Regions from separate parts of the Triticum aestivum genome. Here region 1 is linked to region 2. Evidence: chromatin contacts called from public Hi-C data. All regions are on one chromosome and are shown on one strand. The core of a region is the stretch at or near the end of the contact, and the rest is flanking DNA. Distances in the headings are between cores, read along the strand shown. Region 1 holds the start of LOC123184888 (probable carboxylesterase 18). Region 2 holds the start of LOC123187749 (ATP synthase mitochondrial F1 complex assembly factor 2).

What was found. A called contact is a pair of places that touch in the nucleus more often than the background predicts.
Region 1: a contact with region 2 is called in a Hi-C map of leaf, with 5 times the contacts expected there. The contact joins the promoter of LOC123184888 here to the promoter of LOC123187749 in region 2. A contact is called at or near these places in 4 of 5 Hi-C or Micro-C datasets (leaf and an unstated tissue) and 1 of 1 datasets of contacts at active chromatin or transcription factors (leaf).

The regions. Positions count from the first base shown.
Region 1 is chr2A:93,020,671-93,027,714 of IWGSC CS RefSeq v2.1, forward strand. It overlaps LOC123184888 (probable carboxylesterase 18), which reads left to right and starts at 3,502. Exons shown (of 1, transcript XM_044596929.1): 1 at 3,502-4,891. The coding sequence starts at 3,633. The coding sequence ends at 4,694.
Region 2 is chr2A:92,763,099-92,769,488 of IWGSC CS RefSeq v2.1, forward strand. It overlaps LOC123187749 (ATP synthase mitochondrial F1 complex assembly factor 2), which reads left to right and starts at 1,325. Exons shown (of 4, transcript XM_044599674.1): 1 at 1,325-1,726; 2 at 3,127-3,301; 3 at 3,456-3,733; 4 at 3,828-4,210. The coding sequence starts at 1,358. The coding sequence ends at 3,935. LOC123187748 (bZIP transcription factor 60) reads right to left here and starts at 1,094. Exons shown (of 2, transcript XM_044599673.1): 1 at 1-1,094. The coding sequence starts at 940.

The sequences.
Region 1 (7,044 bases), core at 2,252-4,751, 260 kb after region 2:
ACATGCGGACCGGTACGCGGACGATTGATGGATGACGTTATAGGGCACAAAGTGTCTGAACAATGTGGTTCGAACGTTTACGGGCGGTTTGATGCGCATCATTAGAGATGCCCTAACATCCTCGCAGATCCAGTTCATGTGGTGGATGGTGGCGGTGATAGTACGCGGTAGCCGGGTTGTGATGTTTGTCGGTGCCTGCTCGTCTCTTTGGTGTCGTGCGGCTTGATCGGCGGGTTCTCTGCTCCAGTGTCGTTGCTCTGCTTCTAGCATGGGGTTGTCCTCTGTCGGTAGCGGTTGGCTTCTTCCCCGGGGCTCGGGTAGGTGGAGATGCGTAGAGCTCGGGTAGTGAAGATGCGTAGAGCTCTGGACGAAAGCCTTGATTTGATGGGGATAGAAGGATAACAACAATGATGCTTCTTGGAGAAGTCGTCAAAGAGTTTCTTCTCTCCACTAGACAGTGGCTTGTTTGTTCTAGAGTTATCATGAAGGTGTTGGTGTGGCCGGACTTTTTCTGCGGGCATGACGCGGGTGACTTTGGAAGAAAGTCTTGGTTCAGTAGACATATCCTTTGACGATGCTTTTTGAAGGCGTCTTCGAAGAGCTCGCCCGCACATCTCGAGGTTTGACACCCCAGCTGCTACATAACTCACGGCGGTGCACTCTGATTTGCGCGGCACGAGCACGTGCACGTGCGTTGTTGTTGGCAGCTGTACCCTGTCGAAATATCTCCATCTACCGTGATACACATTGTCCTCCATTGCTAGCTGTGCCCACACACGTCTTCTTCTCCACGTACGGGACCATGGCGATGGCAGCCTCGACAGTCACCAATCATGCAAGTACTCCCTCCGTAAACTAATATAAGAGCGTTTAGATCACTATTTTAGTAATCTAAACACTCTTATATTAGTTTACAGAGGGAGTACGAGCGAAGAAAGATCACCAAAACGATACGTACGTGACCCGGAGCCCGCACCTACCGTCGCGTTCGGCCGATGTCGCCAAATCGCCATTGCTGCTACCACATCCGTACATGCCCCCTCGTAGTGTCTGGCCATCTGCGCCCTGCGTGTCGCTCGCACTGCCGGCTGGAAAATCTGAGAGAAGATAAGGAGGGTCCAGCGAGCGAGCTAGCAGCTAGGAGTAGTAGCAGAGGCAATGCCACTGCGGTGTTCGGCTATCTGGGACCTGCTAGTCGCTGCAGAGTTAATTACACGGAAATATCATCAGTGTCAGTATCAAGTCTGAAGCTAGTAATTATTAAAAAGTCTAAATTGTGTATAAACGTGTATTGACGGTGTGTCTGACCAGTGGAGCACGTCCGGCAGGTGTCAACGTGCCATGTCTTTTGCAGAAAACCCCCTTGCTTTCTATGTAATCACATAGATGCCCAATTTTTTGCGAGAAAAAGGCTCCTGAAAGACTTTTTCTTCGTTCGCAATTTTCACCACCGAGTCGGACTGGTTTGAAAATTTCCGTCCACTTGCACAAGTAAATAGAACAACAGAAAAACAAGGCGCTGGGGCCTGCCCGTCAGGTGTCAATGTGACATGTCTTTTGCAGAAAACTCCCTTGCTTTCTATGTAATCACATAGACGCCCAATTTCCTGAGAGGCTTTTTTTCGTCCGCAATTTTCACCATCGAATCAGACTGGTTTGAAAATTTCCGTCCACTTCCACAAATAAATAGAACAACAGAAAAACAAGGCGACCTACCGTATAGATGCGTCGCGCGCTAACAAATATGACACCGCGGAGCACGCATTGTACTACAGGCGTCATTTCTTTTATACTATGCAAAAAACTCTGGGCCGGCCCACCGAGGCCTGCATATCTTTTTTCTTTTCGGACTTAACTGGCACGCGTGCTGGGCTCGTTCGTTGCCCAGATTTATATTCCTTTCATTTCTCTTATGCTTTCATAATGCGCGGTGAACTTTTTTTGATCTATGGTGAACATTTTCTTAATACACAAAGAGTTTCAAGAATATTATGATTACAATTTTTTATTTATATTGAATATTAAGGTGAATATTTTATTAATACATGGTGAATTTTTTGTATTTCAAAAAAAGTTCAGCATGTATTAAAAACTTATTGCGTAAAATCATTCTAGCATTTCCAGAAACACGTTTATATTTTTAATAAAAGTTGAACAGTTTTAATTCATTTCTAAAATTTATTATGATTACACAATTATTTTTAATACAGGTTGTCAACTTTTTCTTTACAAACGGTTAACATTTTTTCCATTATAATGAACGTTGACCATATTTTAAATGCAATTTGAACATTTTTGTAATATAGGTTGATCAATTTTCTTAAAATAGATGAACATTTTACTTAATGTAGCAGTGATTGTTTTGTAATTTATGGTGAACATTGTCTTAATACACGATGAGTTTCAAGAATATTATGGTGAATATGTTCTTAATACATGGTGAAATTTTTGTATTTCAAAAAATGTTCAGCATGTATTAAAAACTTATTGTGCAAAATCATTCTTGCATTTCCAGAAACACGTTGATCTTTTAATAAAAGTTGAACAGTGTTAATGCATTTATAAAGTTTATTATGATTACAAAATTATTTGTAATACATGTTCTGTGGCATGTTTCTAAAATTTAATGCATTTAATATCATATTTCAATTTTAATGCATTGAATGCAAGAATGATTAAGAATCGGGGCAAAAAGTTCTTGAAACTCATCCTGTATTAATAAAATGTTCACCATAAATTTAAAAAGGTTCACTATGCATTATGTAAAATGTTCACCATATCTTAAGAAAAAAATTCAACATAAATCACAAAAATATTCAATTTGCATTTAAAATATGTTCAATGGATATTACCAAAAAATCATTTTATTAAGAAAATGTTAACCGGTTGTAAAGAAATGTTCATCTTGCATTGAAAAATGTTCACTATAAGCAGAAAAAGTGCTCAGCGTACATTAAAAAAATGTTCATGCGTATTTGAAAGCATAAGAGAAATGAAAGGAATAGTAATCGGGGCAACGAACGAGCCCAGCACGCGGGCAAGTTAAGTGCGAAATGAAAAGAAAAATGCAGACATCGGTGGGCTGGCCCAGCGTTTGCGTCATACTCTATCCGTATTTAAACAAATCTAAAATAAGAATTTTGGGACGAAGAGAGAAATACAAAAGAGTAGACGCATGCACTACAACGCTAGCTCGTGTGTGGCTTGGTTGTTAGCGCGCGAGCTCTCAGGAGCCTTTTTCTCACAAAATAAGAGGGTTTTTTTGCAAAAGAACATGCCGTGTCGGCACCTGACAAGCGGGTCCAGCTGGTCAGATACATTGTCAATACATGTTTATACGCGGATTAGACTTTTTGCAACTATCAGCCTCCTGACATGTAAAAATTAGCAAAAATGATACCAATGTACATGTAATGTCTTAATTGTGGTACTCTATCGGTTTCAAAATAGAGTCAAAATAGTTGAGTCATTTATTTTGAAATTTTGAAACGGAGAAAGTACTTGTGTACAATTAACTCGTGGCTGCATGACGCGGACGTTGTCTTTGTCACTGTAGTGATGACAGACACAAACACCGGCAGAAGAATCGATAAAGGCAGAGGCCGAGCTAGCCCCCCAGCGCAACGGAGAGAATGGCCAGCGACGTCGCGCGCAGGGAGCTCCGGGCGCGCGTGGTGGCGATGCCGTGGGCGGTGCGTCTCCAGCTGCGCGCGCTCGAGGCCGCCGTCGACGCCACGCAGCGCCGGGACGGCACCGTCAACCGCTTCCTCTTCTCGCTGCTCGTGGACCGCCAGGCGCCCGCCAACCCCGCGCGCGCCGACGCCGGGGGCGTCCGCTCCGTGGACGTCACCGTCGACGCGTCCACCGGCGTGCGGGCCCGCGTCTACTTTACGGCCGGGGCGGGGGCGGAGGCAGACGCGTCGCCGCGCCCCGTGATCGTCTACTTCCACGGCGGCGGCTTCACGGTGTTCTCCGCGGCCACCCGGCCCTACGACGCGCTCTGCCGCACCATGTGCCGCGAGACGGGCGCCGTCGTCGTGTCCGTGACCTACCGCCTCGCGCCCGAGCACCGCTACCCCGCGGCCTACGACGACGGGGAGGCCGCCCTCCGGTACCTCGCCACCACCGGCCTGCCCGCCGAGGTCCCCGTCCGCGTCGACCTCTCCCGCTGCTTCCTCGCCGGCGACAGCGCCGGCGCCAACATCGCGCACCACGTGGCCCAGCGCTGGACGGCGGCACCCGCGACAACGCCTCCAGCCGTCCACCTCGCCGGCCTCCTGCTCCTGTCCTCCTACTTCGGCGGAGAGGACCGGACCGAGTCGGAGCAAGCGCTGGAGGGCGTGGCCCCGATCGTGAACCTCCGCCGGTCCGACTTCTGGTGGAAGGCGTACTTGCCGGAGGGCGCCGACCGAAACCACCCGGCCGCGCACGTGACGGGCGAGGCCGGCCCGGAGCCGGAGCTGCCGGATGCGTTCCCGCGGGCGATGGTGGTCGTCGGCGGGCTCGACCCGCTCCAGGACTGGGGGAGGCGGTACGCCGGCATGCTGCGCCGGAAGGGCAAGGAGGTGCGCGTGGTGGAGTTCACGGAGGCTGTACACGCCTTCTACTTCTTCCCGGCGCTGCCCGAGACCGGCAAGCTCGTCGCGGAGATCTCGGCGTTCGTGGAGAGCACCGCGCCGAGCTCGACCGCCTAGAGAACTAGAGACGATGATTAGGACAACTCGTCGTGGATCTCGTACGTCCCCGTCTCTGCTGATGTTATATTGTTGGCTGATAGCCTATTTCACTGTCGAAGTCGCTGCGAGCAGCCGCGTCTGTTAAATTATTACACTGTGGTGTATAAGTTCGAGTTGCCATCTCGATATTTTCTTTGTGCAACATGTGGCATGGGTGATGGGGACATGGCAGTGATGGCACCTAATGTTAGAGAATACTACTAGTTCATATCTAAATTTAGGCACACAAAACCCATAACCTCAAACAATTTATCTAATTTACATCTAGATTATTTTTAAGTATGTCACATCTGATCTTTCACAAATATATAATGCATCAACAAGAAATAAAAAAACTAAGACAAAAAAATACCACTAATAGAGTGAACATCAACTTAGATGTAACATAATTATGTCACATCTAGATGTGTCCTAGACAAACTCAACCTCAAATCCCAAACCCCGAAACAAAATATCAAGCTTTAATTCGTGCAGATTTGCTATATCTTTGATGAGCAATGCTGCACCTAGTTTCGCAAAAAAGAAACAATGTTGCACCCAGAAAGAGACGTAGGTGTACCACATGTACCTATGCTTAACAAAAACATAGGTGTACCATATTTTATCTTAAATGACCGAAAAGTTTTCTTTCTTTTTTTATAAAATTAATAATCCTACACCTACGAAGGAAGTTACGTGACACTCCATCACTAATTCTCTTTTCCCTCCTGATTTTCGGGGGGGTGAGCCTCTCCTCGACCTAGTCCCAATCACAATCTGCCGATTGGCTAACCGCGTAAGATTTTCGTAACTCCCTAGGTAGATGTAGCATTGCTCATAAATAAAAGGCAGTGCTAGGTGTCGGCGGGTCTTATAGCCATCTAATCTGGCACCTTCCCCCTTCCTGAGTCGTCTTCAATCTCCGACGTGTGCGCTTCCGCCCCTCTGCCCCACGCACCTCTACCCCTCTGCCCCACGCGCCTTCGCCTTCGTGCGCAGCTCCGCGAGGGCGACGGTCGCCGCTCGCATCCGACACCATACAACCCCTCTGCCGCTCGCACCCGACGCCTCACAACCCCCTCGTGCAGCTCCGCCTCAACCTGATTGCAACGCCGTCATAGATCGGGTGCAACTCCTGCCATTTACGCTCCATGGATGTAGCAGCGCCGCCCGCCGTCAAAGCTTGCTACACGAATTGCGTGGTCCACGACCACCAGTAAAATAATAATTGAATGGATGTAGCAAAATACATCGCCTATAGTAGCAAAAAACATCGACGGTTGCAACAAAACAAAAAATGTCGCCGCCGTCGCAGGGCGAGCTCCGCTCGCATGGATGTGGCAAAAAAGGTCGCCCGTAGTAGCAAAACAACGATACGGTTGCAGCAAAAACTTTTGCCTCCTCGCTGGTCGTAGATTTTCCCCTCGTCGACTGAAGCTTTTCACACATACGATTGAAGCATTCTCTATCATGGTTGCAACTTTTCTAATTGCCCGGTGTCTGGTTGTAGCTTTCTCTCTCAATAGTTGGAGCTTTTCTCAACTATGGTCAAAGTTTTTCTATCAATGGTTGCACCTATTTCTTTTTTTAAGCAACGCTTGGTTAAGGCTTTCTCTGATGTTTCAATTGAAGGTTTTTGATCGAAGGCTTGTAGCATTTTATGTTGACGGTTGTAGCTTTCTGCGTTGGCACTGATCGCTTGTAGCTTTCTCTACATCCCGTTGAAGCTTTTTATCTAGGGTTTGAAGCTTTTTTGTAAGCGGTTGCAGCATGAAGGCGCATGGCTGTCTGCGATGCCTCCATCGCCGTCCATTGCCCCATGGCGGAGCGATTCAGGGAAGAGTGAGCCTATGGTCGCGTCTTTGTGCAAGCGGCGGCGTCGCCAGGGGGTGTGTGCGTGGCCATGACTTGGCGCCGGAGGAAGTGGCCGGCCTGTCATGGCCATGACTTGTACCCGGTCGCGTGTTGTAGCAGCTCGCTAGCGAGCAGTTCCCGCAGAGGCCAGGGGAGAGCGAGCCGGTGGGGGAGGAATGCGAGTGGAGGAGAAAGAGACAAGGTGGGGAGGGAACAACAAAGAGATAAGGTGGGGCCAGCACGTGCTCATGCCATACGATTCCCTCCAACGTCTCACGTGCGTCGACCCAAAGTTCAGCCGGTGCGTCAGGTACAAACGTATTCCTAAGAAAAAGCTTTGTTGCATGCACCACGATCAACTCAAACTCTGAGTAATACTAGACCTACTTAAAGTAAGAGCATCTCCAACAGCCGCGCTAAACTAGCGCCGCGCCGCAAATTAGGCCGTTTTAGCGCGTGCGCAACGCAGCGGGTC
Region 2 (6,390 bases), core at 75-2,574:
CCAAGACACCATCTCGAGGCCCGTCAACAGCCAGAACCCTCCCATGACGTGATTGTGATGGACCAAGCACAATTCCTTCTCGGGAATCAACTGCTCCATACATCCGATTTACCGCAGGAACCAAACACCCACAGAGCATCATCAGGAACAGCAATCCAAGGAGGCTAACACTAGCAACCTTCTTGGTCTTCCTAGACTTCTTGGCCGGTGGCTCTGCGGCAGCCGACGCAGGCTGCTTGGTTTTCAGCCGAGGTATCGGCATGAGCGGCACTTGGGAGCCGTGCGCTCCCATCGCATAAGCCGGGTGCATCCATGGCAGCGGCAAAGGGTACAATCCAGGGTACATCGGCAGCGGCGGCGGGACGCCTGCGCCACCGGCACCGGCCAGTTGCTGCTTGAGAGCGGCGTTCTCAGCCGTGACGCAGGAGATCCTGGTGGAGAGGTCGGCGATGGTGGCCTGCATGGCCTTGACCTTCCCCTCCAGCTCCTCCACGTACTGCTTCTTCCTCTGCCGCGACAGGTGTGCGCTCTCCCTGTTCCGCACCAGCCGCGCCCGCCGCTTGTCGTCCTCACCCTCCCCGTTCATAGCCTTGCCGTCGCTTCCAGCGCTCGCGCTCCTGGAAGACGTCTCCGAGGACTCGTCGTTCTTCAGGCCGCCGTCCGCTCCGGCACCGGAGCCGGAGGAGGAGTCCCCTGCCCCGCCCGGCGACCCGGCCGAGGAGGAGGACGTGGCGAGCGGCGGCGGCGGCGACGGGAGCTGCACGTCGTCGGTGGGGAGGAGGTCGAGGTCGAGGTCGAAGTCGAAGTCGATGTCCAGATCGTCGAGATCGAAGCCGTCCAGGGCGAAGGCGTCGTCGTCCCCGACGGGGCCGTGCGGGAACTCCGGCAGGTCGTCGGGGAAGGGCAGGTCCGCGAAGGGGGACGCCTCCGCGATGGCCATGGCGCGAGATCCGGTCACGGCGAGCGCATGCGCGACGGCGGGGCGGCCGGTCGGGGTCCTGGATCTCGCGCGGCGCGGTCGCCGTAGCGTGCAGGGTTTGCAATGTGGGAAGGGAAGGGAAAGGAAAGGCAGGAACTGCAGCTGGGGAATTCGGTCCGAGTCGCTGGTCGCCTCTTTGGCGTCGTCGAGACGAACCGGACCCACCATGCGCGGCCGCGTGGGGGCGGTGGGGCCTAAGTCAGACGCCAGACGCGTCTGGAACGTTCTCCGGGCCTCCTTGATGGGCCTGCATGGGCCAGAGAGCAGCCTGCTGGGTTTACAAATGGGCCGGGTTCGTTGACGGGCTGGAATTACTTTTGTAGGGTACTACAGATTGGGAGAGTGAAGGCCCAGGTGAAGCGGCGACCAGGCAGAGGAATGGCGACCATACTCGCGGGCCGCCGCCTGCTCCTCCTGCGGCGATGCGCGGCCGGGCGGCGGCTGCTGGGCACGGCGGCGGAGGCGTCTCCGGGCGGGGAGGAGGCGGGGGGCGAGGCGATCTACGTGAGGAAGCCCTCGTCCTCGTCGACGCGGGACGAGACCTCGGTGTCCATGCCCATGTCGTTCATGACGGGGTCCGTGGTGGGGAAGCGCTTCTACCGCGACGCCACCGTGCGCCGCGCCGACGACGGCAACGGGTGGACGGTCATGCTCGACTACCGCACCCTCAAGACGCCCGCCAAGCGCCCGCTCAAGCTGCACTCGCGCACGCTCGCCATGGCCGTCGCCGCCGAGTGGGAGTACCAGGTCTTGACCCCATTGCCTCTCCTCCTCTCTTCTCCTTCCTGTTCTGTTGTTTGGGATCACTAGGGTTCTGTATTATGGTGAATTATGTGAAGATTTAGTGAAATTTCATTCTATTTTACATTTAAAATGCACCGAATCTAGGTTTTCATCGTACTATTTAGTGCCGCGACTGAATTGCTTTTAATATTCTCATTTCTTCCCCTTTATCGTGTCATGAGCAGTTCTAACTGATCAAAATGGTCGTTTGGCTATAAGTAGAAGGAAACAAGTAAACAGTACTCAAAATGCAGTCCATCAGCATAGATCTGTTGCATTTATGCATAACGGGTAGTTCATTGCCTTCTGTGGAGAATAGAGCACCTTAGAGTTGAATTTGCACCTCCGATCTCTAGAGAGGCAACAGAGGTTGAAAATGAAACTAAAGCAAAACTCAATATGGCGGATGAAATCGCAAAATATAAGTTGGTTTTGACATGTTTTTGTTAATTCACTATTTTTTGTGTCATGAGCAGTTGTAAGATGCCTGTATGGTTATTTGGGAAGAAAGTAAAAATGGTACAGTAATGCAGAATGCGCAGTTCATTGCCTACTGTGGGGAATATAGAGTATAATTTGTTTGGTGTCAAAAAGTGGTAGGAAACCAATCATGTTCATAGCACATTGTAGAGTTGAGTATTCATTTCTGATCTCTAGAGAGGCAATAGAGGTTGAAAATGAAATAAAGCCTCAATATGGCCAATGAAATTGAACAATATAACTTGGTATTCACATGTTTGTTACTTTGCTCTTTTTTGTGTCATGAGCAGTTCTAAAATGCCTGTATGGTTGTTCGGCAAGAAAGTAAAAAGGAAATAAATATTAGTGTTTGCAATATAATATGTTGGTGTACGTTAGTTGTGTTATGCAGAATGTGCAGTTCATTGTCTTCTTTGGAGAATAGAGCACATTATAGTGTCTTCTGATCTCTAGAGGCAGAGAGGTTGAAAATGAACATTCCCACTGTCAGCTCCTCGAATAAAATTAGAACAAGGCCCATATGGCCGATGTACCCTCAGTATGTCATCTCTTATACACATCATAAATAGTACGCATATGCTGCAGTAGCTGAATTTAAGGAGAACTAGTGGTTTGATAGTTTTTACTTAGTTAAGCGAATCTATGTTTTTGCATGGCTGAGTTGCAGCTTCAAATGTTCCCCACTGTAACTTATAACGTGCAAGCTACTAGAGTTGTTACAATTTTGAACAACTTGCTTTTTTTGGTCTGCTGCTCATCTACCACCCTGTAGGAATGTGGGATTGTATCTGAAATAACTTTTATGGAAAAAAATGTTTCGTGTATTTAATTCCATACTTTCTAGATCAATGGGTACTGGTACTGAAAGTTCCTTATTTTCATAGGAACAAGATGGAATCCGGCCTTTTACGATGCCTCTTATGAAGCTTGCTTGTACTGCACTGGAGAGAGTTCCGCTGACACGAACGAAAATAATTAGCAATTTGATGCAAAAATTCCATCAAGATTTGGTATTTTGCCGCTCACCTGCCGATGATGAACTTACCAAAGGAGTTTATGGTAATGTACCAAAAGAATTTCTCATAAGTTGGTGCAGTTGTTGTGCTCCAACATGAGTGAACTGGTTTCAGGCTACTTAGATCCATACAATTAAGTTGCAGATGCTCTGTGTCATTTGCACCGATTTCTCATGCTTTCTTACTTTTATGTGCAGAAAAACAGAAGGAGAAAATTGACCCAATACTGGACTGGGTCAACTCTGAGTTTGGGGTCAAGCCTGTTGTGTACACAAGTTTCTTAGGAGGGAAGCAGGATGAGCGGCTAGCTAAGGCTGTAGAAACCGTTCTGAAGGATGCAAATGATTATGAGCTGGCATCTATTGATGCTATGGCCGCAGCAGCCCATTCCCTGGTAATCCCTCTCGCAATATTTAGAGGAAAGTTGGGAGTTGATGAATCCATTGAGCTAATCAGGCTTGAAGAAGATCACCAGGTGTGATATCGCAACCATTTTGTTTCTTCACTTGACTTTTTTCTTTTCTTCTCTTTGCTTCTGTCTTATGGTCTTTATTGTTCCATAACCCCAGGTCGATCGATGGGGCTTGGTTGAAGGAGGCCATGATGTTGATATTGCGGACCTTAAAGTCCAGATGTCATCGGCTGTTGTGTTCCTTCAACTTTCATGGCTGAAGTAACCTTTTGATCGATGATAATCTGCGTAATTGTTTCTGCTTTTTTTTCTTGAGCTTGTATCATGAAGAGTTGTAGAATAATAATTAGCCGCAGATGGTTAAGAGAAAACAAAGTACCGGTATTCAACAGGTGCTGATGCTGAACTCTTGATTAAACAGAGCTCAGTGTGTTATGTTAGCAAGGGTGTATGAAAATCCAACATCCTTTTCTGGATCCCAGTGGTCTCTGGTTATGAAGGGTAAAATGCAATCAATAGCAGAATTCTGGTTTGGTGTGATGAGGACTGCAGCAGCAGAACAATGCCAGCGCTGCATCGTCGGTCGTTTCGGACCATGCTGTACCAAATGGCTGCCGATTTCTGAATGTGTAAAACACTGCAGCACAATTTTCCAGTTTATATAAGATGTAATAAATTATTGATGTGAACTAAACTGAAACGAGTGTGAAGTTAGATAACCCCATGCTACGGCTGGTGTGCCGTGGTTTTCTATCTAAGGTGTGTACGTCCTAGTTATTGATGTGAAAGAATACCAAGGGCCTCCTAGTTCCAGGGAGAAGTGGAAGAAAAATGTAGGAATATATTCTTTTTTCCTATGTTGATACTATGTATACGTTTATTCAAAGGAAAAGGGCAAAGAAAGCATAGATACTTTTTTCCTTCGATCTCACTTTCAAAGGAAAAACACGGGAAATCTAACATCGACAAGGAGCTATTTTTGAATTTCCGTGTGCACGAAGAACAGGACTAGTTACATATTTTTATGTTGTGGTTTGATTTTTATTTGACCATATTTACTAGTATTTTTTTTAGAATTTTTTTCATTCAAATCACGAAACAGTACAAAGTAGTTGACCCTTACAAGCATACTGAAATGCAAACACAAAGGACCATGAACACCTAGAGTACCCTAAGACAACTATAACACAAGAAGATCTCCGAAGCCCTATGTCATCATTCCTGAATCTTGAGAGAAGACCCCGGCAACAGAAGGTCAGCAACCAGGTGCAAGCAGGTCATCATCTTCGACCACGGTACAATTGCCATCACGCTGCTTCCTCCTTTCTTGACACCAGCGCTGAGAGGGCATGTACATCAATCCAACACACCTGCAACAACCATCGTCATCTTTGGCTTTGAGTACCGAGAAAAGTGTCCCTTCCGGAAGGAAGAGAACTCGAGTCATCCGACCGGTCCAGCACCGTGGCCGGGCCATCCACCCTGACAAAGCAGGATCTCCCACCAGCATCGACGCAGAGGAAGGAGAAGAACAGCAGCAGCAAATCATACCGATGTTGGGGATACACATAACATGTAGGCCCACGAAGGGTCGAAATATCATAAAGTATGGGGTCCACACAACATATGAGTCCAAATAAATTTCATACATACATACTATCTACTCAGATGATCTCCAAGTCATTCGGACGACAACAACCACTCGGAGCATAGCACTTCACTCGACCAACTCAATCCACTCGGAGCATTTGATCTCACTCGGATATGCGAAGACCAGCAGTCGACAAGGCACTCGAAGCATCATCTTAGTATTAGGCTGACTTATGGCATTAACGCCCCCACTTTGTAACATAGGAGGTGAGGGGGTGGTGCACTCTATATAAGCCACCCTCACCACTAGCCTAGGGGGCTTTTTCTTCGACCTCTCTCTTTTTTCGCCATTAGTCTCAGGACGTAGCTCAGGCATGGGATCCGTTCCCTTCTCTCATACATTGTAATCTCTGGATACATACTCAGATAAAACAAAGCCTCTCCGGAGCATGAGACGTAGGGTTGTTATCTCCACCGTGAGAGGTCCGAACTCGCTAAAATCACCGTGTCACCCATTTGCATCTCGATAGATCATGCTCCTTTATCCTACCCCTTTCTTATTGTCGGAATCATTCCCACGACAACTGACAAGTAAGAAGAAGGGTATTCGTCTCCCTGCATCCATCGCCCATCTGAGGACCCAAACGGCCAGTGCCAATGGATCTCCATCCACCATAGCCCGCGACCTCGATGAGATCCGGGGATCCCCCACCTCGCTGGCTCCTAGACGAAAGCAAAAGCCTTGCCTGACCGCGAACGGAGCCTGGAGAAACTTGCATGCACGGTTGGTCTTTAATCCTTGCAAAATAGCATCCGTGCATGGACACTTTAGTCCAGCAAAAAATATTCATGGATGTACTAACTTGCAGGCTTACTGAGACGAACAACGTCGATCGTCCAACTCGCCATTTATTCCACTCGGTTGATGGTGTGGCGGCCGAATCGCAGCCCAACTGTGGTTCACTCGATCGATTCATCTTTTCACTCGGATTGGCTAACTCACTCGAACCAAACAGGATCACTGGCGCTCAGCCGTCCACGCGTTGCCACTCGGCCGCCCTGCACGCGGTCACGAAGCTGCTTGCATCATCATCAACTTCCTGGACACAAACTCAAGTTCATTCGGCCAC